Linked DNA regions of Sus scrofa: region 1 is linked to region 2. Evidence: chromatin contacts called from public Hi-C data. All regions are on one chromosome and are shown on one strand. Each heading gives the region's core, a stretch centred on a gene start, on an enhancer-like site or on the middle of the called end of the contact. The rest is flanking DNA. Distances are from core to core; before and after follow the strand shown. Region 1 holds the start of YIPF4 (protein YIPF4). Region 2 holds the start of BIRC6 (baculoviral IAP repeat-containing protein 6).

The links. A called contact is a pair of places that touch in the nucleus more often than the background predicts.
Region 1: a contact with region 2 is called in a Hi-C map of liver, with 5 times the contacts expected there. The contact joins the promoter of YIPF4 here to the promoter of BIRC6 in region 2. A contact is called at or near these places in 2 of 47 Hi-C or Micro-C datasets (blood and liver) and 2 of 2 datasets of contacts at active chromatin or transcription factors (alveolar macrophages and skeletal muscle).

What each region holds. Positions count from the first base shown.
Region 1 is chr3:107,337,008-107,341,717 of Sscrofa11.1, forward strand. YIPF4 (protein YIPF4) reads right to left here and starts at 3,022. Exons shown (of 6, transcript XM_021087657.1): 1 at 2,689-3,022. The coding sequence starts at 3,007.
Region 2 is chr3:107,266,036-107,270,753 of Sscrofa11.1, forward strand. BIRC6 (baculoviral IAP repeat-containing protein 6) reads right to left here and starts at 3,335. Exons shown (of 78, transcript XM_021087656.1): 1 at 3,011-3,335. The coding sequence starts at 3,335.

The sequences.
Region 1 (4,710 bases), core at 1,772-4,271, 71 kb after region 2:
GGAATTCTATAATTAGGGAAACTGGTTTAATCACTCTGTTGTACAGCAGAAATTATCACAATGTTGTAAATTAAGTAAATTTCAATAAAACTTTAAAAAATTAAAAAAAAAAAAGACAAGTTCTGGAGAGCAAAAAAAAAAAAAAAGAGGCGCTCCCGTCTTGGCTCAGCAGAAACAAATCTGACTAGTATCCATGAGGATGAAGGTTCGATCCCTGGCCTCACTCAGTGGGTTAAGGATCCAACATTACCATGAGCTGTGGTGTAGACTGCAGACGCAGCTCAGATCTGGAGATGCTATGGCATAGGCCAGCAGCTATAGCTCTGATTTCACACCTAGCCTGGGAACTTCCATAAGCCACAGGTGTGGCAAAAAAGGAAAGAAAGAAGAAAGAAAAAGAAAGAAAAAGAAAGAAAGAAAGAAAGAAAGAGAGAGAGAGAAAGAAAGAAAGAAAAAGAAAGGAAAGAAAGAAAGAAAGAACGAACGAACGAACGAAAGAAAAAAGAAAAGAAAAGAAAGAAAGAAAGAAAAGAAAGAAAGAAAAGAAGAAATCTGGGGAGACAGAACACTAACTCTTAATTCCAGATCCCTCATGTGGAGGTCACTGGACTTTTCCAAATCTCAATTTCACTATAAAATACAGAAATAATAAAGCTCAACAGGATTCTTATAAAGACCAAACAAGTCATTTGCTTAAACTACTGTGTAAATTTAAACTGTATTATGTGGTAAACATAAATGTATTATTATACACATACCTATATATCCTTGTCTGTATATCTCTGGATATACAGGTAGTCTATACACCATTAGAGGCTATATAGAGAAGTTTGAATAAATCTTATGGATTTTACTTATTCCAGGTTTCTTGGTTTGGTGTATGGAGTCTATGTTATATTGTTGTCTGATTTCTCATGTATATTTAAAAAAGAGGAGTTCCTGTCATGGCTCAGGGGAAACGAATCTGACTAGCATCCATGAGGATGTATGTTCAATCCCTGGCCTCACTCAGTGGCTTAAGGATCCAGCATTGCCGTGAGCTGTGGTGTAGGTCACAGACACAGATCGGATCTGGTGTTGCTGTGGCTGTGGTGTAGGCTGGTGGCTACAGCTTGGATTCAACCCCTAACCTGGGAACCTCCATATGCCACAGGTGTGGCCTTAAAAAGACAAAAATAAAAATAAAAAAATAAATAAGAAAGAGAATCCTGGAGGAAGGAAGAATATGAAAAATATAAACACAGACACATAAGTGTGAACAAACATCAGGTGCTGATACTTAATGACAATTTTTTCTTAAAATCTGGAAAATTAAGGTTGGATTCCTCCCCAAGCACTATGATACCAAATGTAGATGAAACAAATTAAAATATTCTGCGTTGTTATAGTTCACCAAATTTCCGTATTACGGTAAAGGTATCAGCTATGTTCTCCATGGTAAAATTTTTACTTTACTATTTTTTGTTTGTTTGTTTGTTTGTTTCAGGGCCATGCCTGTGGCTTATGTAAGTTCCCAGGCTAGGGGTAAAATCAGAGCTGCAGCTGCTAGCCTACACCACAGCCACAGCAACTCGGAGTCTGATCTGCGATCTACACCACAGCTCAAGGCAACACCAGACCCTTACCCCACTGGGTGAGGCTAGGGATCGAACCTGAATCCTCATGGATACTAGACAGGTTCATTAGCACTGAGCCACAATGGGAACTCCTATTCTACATTTTAAAGTATAACCAAAACTACAGTATGATTTTCTTTCAACAATGCCATTCAAAAAAGCAAAACAAGGAAAGAAAAGACAGAAAAAAGGCAAAGTAAGCGATGCACTAGGAAAAGATTCTTCAGGAAACACACCCTTCTCTAGAATTAAATTTCTATAGCTAAGTGTAATTTATCTTTTCATACTGAGCAATACCTGTGGTCACTGGAAAATTAACTGGTGTACAAAGCCTAACAAAAGCAACATTTGAAAACGACTACCAGAGACAGATTTCGGTTTCAAAGAGTCTGGCAAGGACAGAGAAAGGGAGGAAAATAAATTCTCCCATGCTGTAGAAAAACCTCTCCAAAACAATATAGAAGGAAATCTGTAGAAGCTACTGGGAACACCTAGCTGGATTACAATTAAGTTTCAAATATATCTTGGTCTACCTCTCCGAATACTGAGGTCAAACACCACAGAAGAGGAGGAAAACTGGGACATGGGCAAGATATCGTATTCCACAAAAACCATGAACTCCTCGAGGTAAGTTAATGTTTGCAGCGCCGAATCCAGTCCCAGCAAAAAGTTATCTACTGATACTGAGCAGCACAGTTCTCCTTCCACGTTCTCAGCCTTTGACGCCTACCTCGGCCAATCTAACCATCCCTTTTCTGAATAAGACCAAGTCATTTTAGAATTAAAATCCTGGGATCATGTGAGTCCACTTGAGGTGGGTAAGCCCGCCAGAAAACCCTGCCACCAGAAAGCGTGGGGAAAGCGAGAAGCTTACCGAGCCACTCGGAAAGCTCCTCACAGCTCTCCCTCCGCCACTCGGAAGGCCCGGCAGGCGCCCAGGACTCGAGTCACCCACGGGTCAGCTTCCTGCCCGTCTCCACCCTGCCACAACCGCCTCGGCACCAGAAAGACCCCCCCCGCGGCCGGCCCGGCGTCCCCCGAGGTGATGGGCCTTCCTGAGGCTCAGTCTCACCTTCTGCGTCTGCTGAGGTGACAAAGGTGAAGTCCCCGTTAGAGGGGAATAGGCCGGGGGCGGGCCGGGTGGCTGCATCGCGCGGCCCCTCGGAGCCCGCGGCGGGGGACGAGGCTGCAGTTGGGCCCAAGCCCCAAGGCAGCCGCGGAGCCGACTTGCACGCGCGCCTACAGTGCGGCCCGAGAGCCGGGAAGTGCTGCCTAGGAGCGAGGCCGGAGAAAACCGCTGCGGGCCGCGGGGCTGCCCGAGAGTCCCCCACCGAAGTCCTCTGGGTGGCGACAGCCCAAACACCACGACGCCGGCGTCCTGACAGGACCATAACAGTGACAGCGCCGCTGGGATTGGTTCTTTGTAATGTGCTCTCCCATTGGCTACCGGGGGAAGGTTCTGATTGGCTCTCCGTGTTGTTGATTCCGGAAGGTTACTCAGGACAGGAAGCTCACTTGTAAAGAGTGGAAAACTCAGGCTTCTTGCTGTCTAAGCCTCCTCCCTTCGGGCATTTATCTCTTTCCTCTGCTTTATTAACTGGGCGAGTCAAGGAATGTCAGAACTAGGCATGTTTTAAACTGGACAGCCACATGGAAAAGAATGAAATTAGAATACGCCTAACACCATACACAAAAATAAACTCAAAGTGGACTCAAGACCTAGATATAAGACCAGACACTATAAAACTCTTAGAGGAAAACATAGGCCAAACACTCTCTGACATAAACGACAGCAACATCTTCTCAGATCCACCTCTCAAGAGTATTGACAATAAAAACAAAAATAAACAAATGGGACCTAATCAAACTTCAAAGTTTCTGCACAGCAAAGGAAACCCGAAACAAAACAAAAAGACAACCCACAGAATGGGAGAAAATCTTTGCAAGTGAATGGACTGACAAGGGATTAATCTCCAAAATTTATAAACACCTTCTGCAGCTCCATACCAAAAAAACAAACAACCCCATCCAAAAATGGGCAGAAGATCTAAATAGACAGTTCTCCAAAGAAGACATACAGATGGCCAAAAAACACATGAGAAGATGTTCAACATCACTCATTCTTAGAGAAATGCAAATCAAAACCACTCTGAAGTACCACCTTACACCACCCAGAATGGCCGTCATCCAAAAGTCTACAAACAAGAAGTGCTAGAGAGGGTGTGGAGAAAAAGGAACCCGATCACACTATTGGTGGGATTGTCAATTGGTGCAACCACTGTGGAAAGCAGTATGGAGTTTCCTCAGAAAACTAAACATAGAACTACCATTTGATCCAGCAATCCCACCCCTGGGCATCTATCCAGAGAAAACCACGACTCGCAAAGATACATGTACTCCAATGTTCATTGCAGCACTATTTGCAATAAACAAGACATGGAAACAACCTAAATGTCCATTGACAGAGGAGTGGATCCAGAAGAGGTGGTACATATACACAATGGAATATTACTCAGCCATCAAAAAGAACGAAATACCAGCATTTTTAGCAACATGGATGGACCTAGAAACTATCATGCTAAGTGAAGTCAGCCATACAATGAGATACCAACATCAAATGCTTTCACTGACATGTGGAATCTGAAAAAAGGACAGACGGAACTTCTTTGCAGAACAGATGCTGACTCACAGACATTGAAAACCTTATGGTCTCTGGAGGAGATAGTTTGGGGGGTAGGGGGATGTGCTTGGGCTGTAGGATGGAAATCCTGTGAAATCAGATTGTTATGATCATTATACAGCTATAGATGTGATAAATTTGAGTAATTAAAAAAAAAAAGAACTAGGCATGTTTTTAGAGGTATAGCCCTGGCCTTGGATCCCAAGATTGGTTTCCCTTAGTCATTACTTAATTGTATAGGATTTTTTTTTTGCAGGGGGGGGGAGTCTTTTTAGGGCCCAACTGAACATATCGAGATTCCCGGGCATATGGAGGTTCCCAGGCCTGGAGTAGAATCCAAGCTGTAGCCACAGGCCTAAGCCAGAGCCACAGCAACGCTACATCTGGCGGTGTCTGAGACTTACACCACAGCTC
Region 2 (4,718 bases), core at 2,085-4,584:
GCTAAAGTAGGCATTAAAAGGCCAATATGTGCTTAGGAATTCAGTGGATCACTTCAGGCCAGAAGAATCAGGAAGACATGCTCTAGGTCTTGAAAAATGGATAAGATTTTTCTAATTATCTTAAGGGAATTAACAAATTCTAAGAAAAAGTAAAACTAATAGAATTGGGAAAGGAAATTAAATGAACTAGTTTCACAAAACAAAATAGGGAGACAAGACCAAAAAGACTGGTAGAGGCCAGATCATGGAGGTCACTATGAACATCAAGCCAAAGGATCAGCACAGAGACTCAGAAATCTTAATTCTAAAACACCAACAGGGAGCAAATACTTCCCTAACCTAAGTATATACTGATGACTCTTAATCTTATGAAAATGTATTTATAAACATTTTGTTAGATACAGATAATTTGAAGATATACCCTAGTCAATATTTTAAAAATTCACCATCTCTGCCATCCAATACCATCCATACCAGGACACTCACACAAGTCCTGCTTCCATTTTTTGATTTCCAATCTACACTAATAGGCTACCTGTTTATATGTAACCGAACCCATCCATATGATTACTCTATCACCCAATAAAACTCTACATGGTTACCCCACTCTTATTTATAGGACTATCACCCTCTATTCATGATTAAAAGCAAACCTACTAAATATCTACATATTCCAGGCAAAACATACAAATGCAGCATTCCTACGCACAAATAAATGACACAAATAGGACCTATACAACCTGTGGTAATTATTATTAATAAAATGCACTTCTCATACACAAAAACATTTCAACATTTGTCCACTGCTACTTTCAAACTTTTTTGTAATATTTTTTATTTTGTTTGCCCACAACTCTTCTTCATAATTTTAATCACATACATACTACTCAATCCTCAATGCTTTGCCATCCACCCAATTGCATACTTTTTAATTAAATGCACCAACATCCTCAACTAAGGTATCCCAAATCAGCGCTATAGTTTATGCACCTAACTTTTCACTTACATTATGCACCTAGAGCCCTCCCTTTCAGTAATCTACCATCAGAGTGACTGTTTTCTTCCTTTTCATGAACAGGCACATTCATATAAATCCAATTTCCTCATTTATAACTAACCCTGGTACACATAATCTTTATGAAACATGGCCCCCAAACACTCTCTGAGACTCTTCTTTCTACTGAAAATATTTTAACGCTTTTGTTAACACGGTTTTTTACAGAAATCCAAATACATCAACTCTGATATCACTTAAAGTTTAAAATCATGAAAGACAGTATTAGATATTTTTAAAAGATAAAGGTATATACTAAAATACATAAACAAATGTATAAAAATGACCTCATAGGGAAGAAAGTGTTGGAGGAATGCAATCCAGGAGGGACACAGAAGGCTTCAACTCTATTTGTCATGTTTTATTTTTTTTTTTAACTGAGTCAGGAATACGTGATTGTCCATCATAATTGCTTTTATATCTTTCCATATGAGAAAAACATTTCAGTTTATGAAGAAGGATTTCCAATTACTAATGAAAATCACCCCCTCATACAGAGTGAGGAGCTGTTATGTCCAAGTTACAGTAAATGCTCATTGCTACATCTGGGACACCATTCCTCTGCTTTACCTAAGCCAAGAAAAAAAAAAAAATTACAAGACTACAATACAAATCTTCTCTTAGACATGTTTCAGATATGATCCAGGTTTATTGTCTATAGCTCTACACAATCCATTTCTTTCACAACTCTCACATCAACAAAAATTAAATCCTTATCTTTGTATCCCTAAATTGCCATGTACTCTTAAGTGCCTCACACAGTAAACCAGAATAACCACCTTTTCTTATTAATCTCTGTTAAAATATAAGTGAATAAGTAAGACCACATAACTACTTCCACTTGGCTAAATGCAGATCCTTCATCTCTGTGCAAGAGTCTAACTCACTCCTATACTAACTTTTCAATTCCAACTTATAACAGCTAAATTAAGCCAGTCATCATTCAACTGCAAATGAAATGTCATCTCAGCCAACGTAACTTGGCCAGGGCAATTGCAAAACACTCCACTCCAACCCACTGAGCGTTCACCTCACGCACACTTCAAGTCCGGTCCTAGACCAACGTTTACACCAGCTAGAACAGCTCTCCTCCACAGGCGAGCTCCTCCACATGCTTCCGTATCCCAACTTTCCGCTCGATGTGGTCAAACAAGCAGAGACGGCCTAAGGTCTCACTCAGTACGAAACCAACGGAATCTACAGCTCATACACCGCAGGTGCTGAGTTTCTCGTCCCTGGGGGGTAGAAGGTGGAAGCCCCGAGTTAGGGGACAAGGCGTCTTCCATGGCGTCAGCCAGAGTCCTAAAGTCGTCTACGGAACAGTTCAGGCAGCTGGCCCGCCCACTTCCCTCCCCACCCCCACTCCAGGCCCACCCCACCCCCACCCCCGGAGCCAAGCCTGCTGTACATCCCAGCACCTGCGGGTCCCAGGAATAGCGCGGAACCACTTCTCTCCGTAAGAGCGGAGGGCTTGGATGCCGGCTAGGACGCTCGCCTCCAGCCACCTGCCTCTCACGTTGGAACCAACGCTGCGACCCTTTCCCTCTCTGATCTAACAGCAGGCAGTACCGACACGCTCTCCAGGACCTAGCCAGGGGCCTAGGCTTCTCCCGTGCCAAGCTCCGAGACCTCCTCACCTCTCCCAGAGGTCCAACCTACACCGGACGCTCAAGGCCCCAAAGGCAACTCCCACCACTCCGGGCCTCGCCCTTCTTTCCTTCCCAGCTGCAGCCGCTGAAAAAGCCAAGTCCGAAGGTCCTCCTCCATCAGTTTCCGGGCCTCCCTTCACAGCCAGGCCTGAGCCCCGAGCCCTGCCCTCCGCCACCGGCTCCCAACACGCCGCTTCCCTCCTCCGGAGGCCGAGCCCGGGGGCTGGGCGGCTTCCTTCCCCGGCATCCCGGGGCCCGGCTCCTCCCGCGGCGGGCCCGGCCCCCGCCCAGCGTGCCGCACACTCACCGCTGAGCGCCGAGGCCTGCAGGGTGGCCCCTGAGGTGCCGTCGATGACTTTGATGGTCCCGCGACTGGTGACGGCCAGAATGGCGTTGAGCGCCGGGTGGTAGGAAAGGCTGTGCAGCCCGTCGGAGTCGCAGCGCATGCAGCCGTCCCGCAGCACCAGCCACTCGGAGACCCCGGCCGCTCCTGCCCCCGCCGCCGAGGAGCAGCCCGGGCCCGAGGCCGCCGCAGCCGCAGCCGCCATCTTCCGGCCTGCGCTCAGCACAATCACACTGGGAAGCGGCTCAGTGACAGTCCCGGGAGGTGCAGCACCACCGCCAGTCACCATCCGGGGCCAGGGGGCAAGCGGAGCGCGTTAGCCGGAAGTGAAGTCAGGCGCCGGCACGCACGCGGGACGTCGGCCGCGCGCCCAGAGGGGCCCAGCTTCGAGGGAGGCTGGCGGGGGAGGGGGTAGAAGAAGCGAGAGAGGCGGGGCCCGGGGCGGGCGCGCGAGACCGGCGGGCGGAGCATGCGCGGGAGGGCTTGCGCGTGGCTCGCGCCGCTGGCCCGGCTAGCCGCTCCGCCACAACGTCCCACTTTTTCCAAGCTCGGGGAGGGGCCGCTACCTAAACTCCGCCCCGCTCCCCTGCTCCTGGCGGTGGAGGGGTGGAGGGTTAGTGAGTGAGGGGCTGGGGCGTGTATTTCCGCTAGGCGGAGACCCGGGCGGGAGCGACCTGACTGAAATGCCTTGAGGCCCTTTGCTGCAGTTCCAGCTGCGCCCGGACAGTTCCTGGCACACGCGGTGCAAATGTTTGGCCGTGGCCCAAAGGAGACCTCAGAGTCTGAACCTCGACTCTGGTGTGAGGATAAGCAGTCTGAAAAATCTCTAGTCTTGACTTGGAGAAACCGAACGACCTCACCAAGCCTATGCCTATTACACTGCCCCCCCATCCCCAGATCTTTTTGTTGAACCAGATGCTCGGCGCTGGAAGCATATAGTTAAGATTAGTTTCTCTACCCACATTCCAAATGCGAATTGTTAATAGGTGTGTTGGGGGGTTGCAGAACAAGAAAAGGCTAGTTAGGTAGATTTACAAATCACCTTTGGAAAATAACAATGCTTTTTTTTTTTTTTTTTTTGCTTTTTGTTTCAAATTAATTGTTAGATTGATTCACAATTGCAAACTAACCTCTGTGGTCTGCCTCTCCAAAACCCATAACTCCTTATCTGTGAGAAAAACATTGGACAAACCCGAATCGAAGTTCATTCTATAAAACACCTGACCATTACTTCTCAAAGATAGAACAGGTCTGACTTGTCCAGCTTCCACTAACAGTTACATAATTTCAGTGCAATATCAAAAGCAGGGATTTGGCTTATGATATGTATATGGTTCTATGTCATTTTATCACATGTAGATTCATGCAGCACAGTCAAGAACTCTGTATTTGAGAATCATTCTATTATCTCAGTCTAATTTCCTCTTCCTTAAAATCTAATCAAAGTGCTCTTGAGAAGATTAAGAATCATTTGTAAAATGTGTAGAATGGGATCTGACACATGGTAGTAGGTGCTCAATAAAAATTATGAACGTTAATTGCCTTCTCAAATTCTAGCAGACTTGCTTCAGGAAATCTGCATGGATTATCCCAATTACATCTTAAAACTGTTAATTCGTATGCAAAGTTGTATTTATATAACCTATATATTCATTATGAGGCAACATATAAT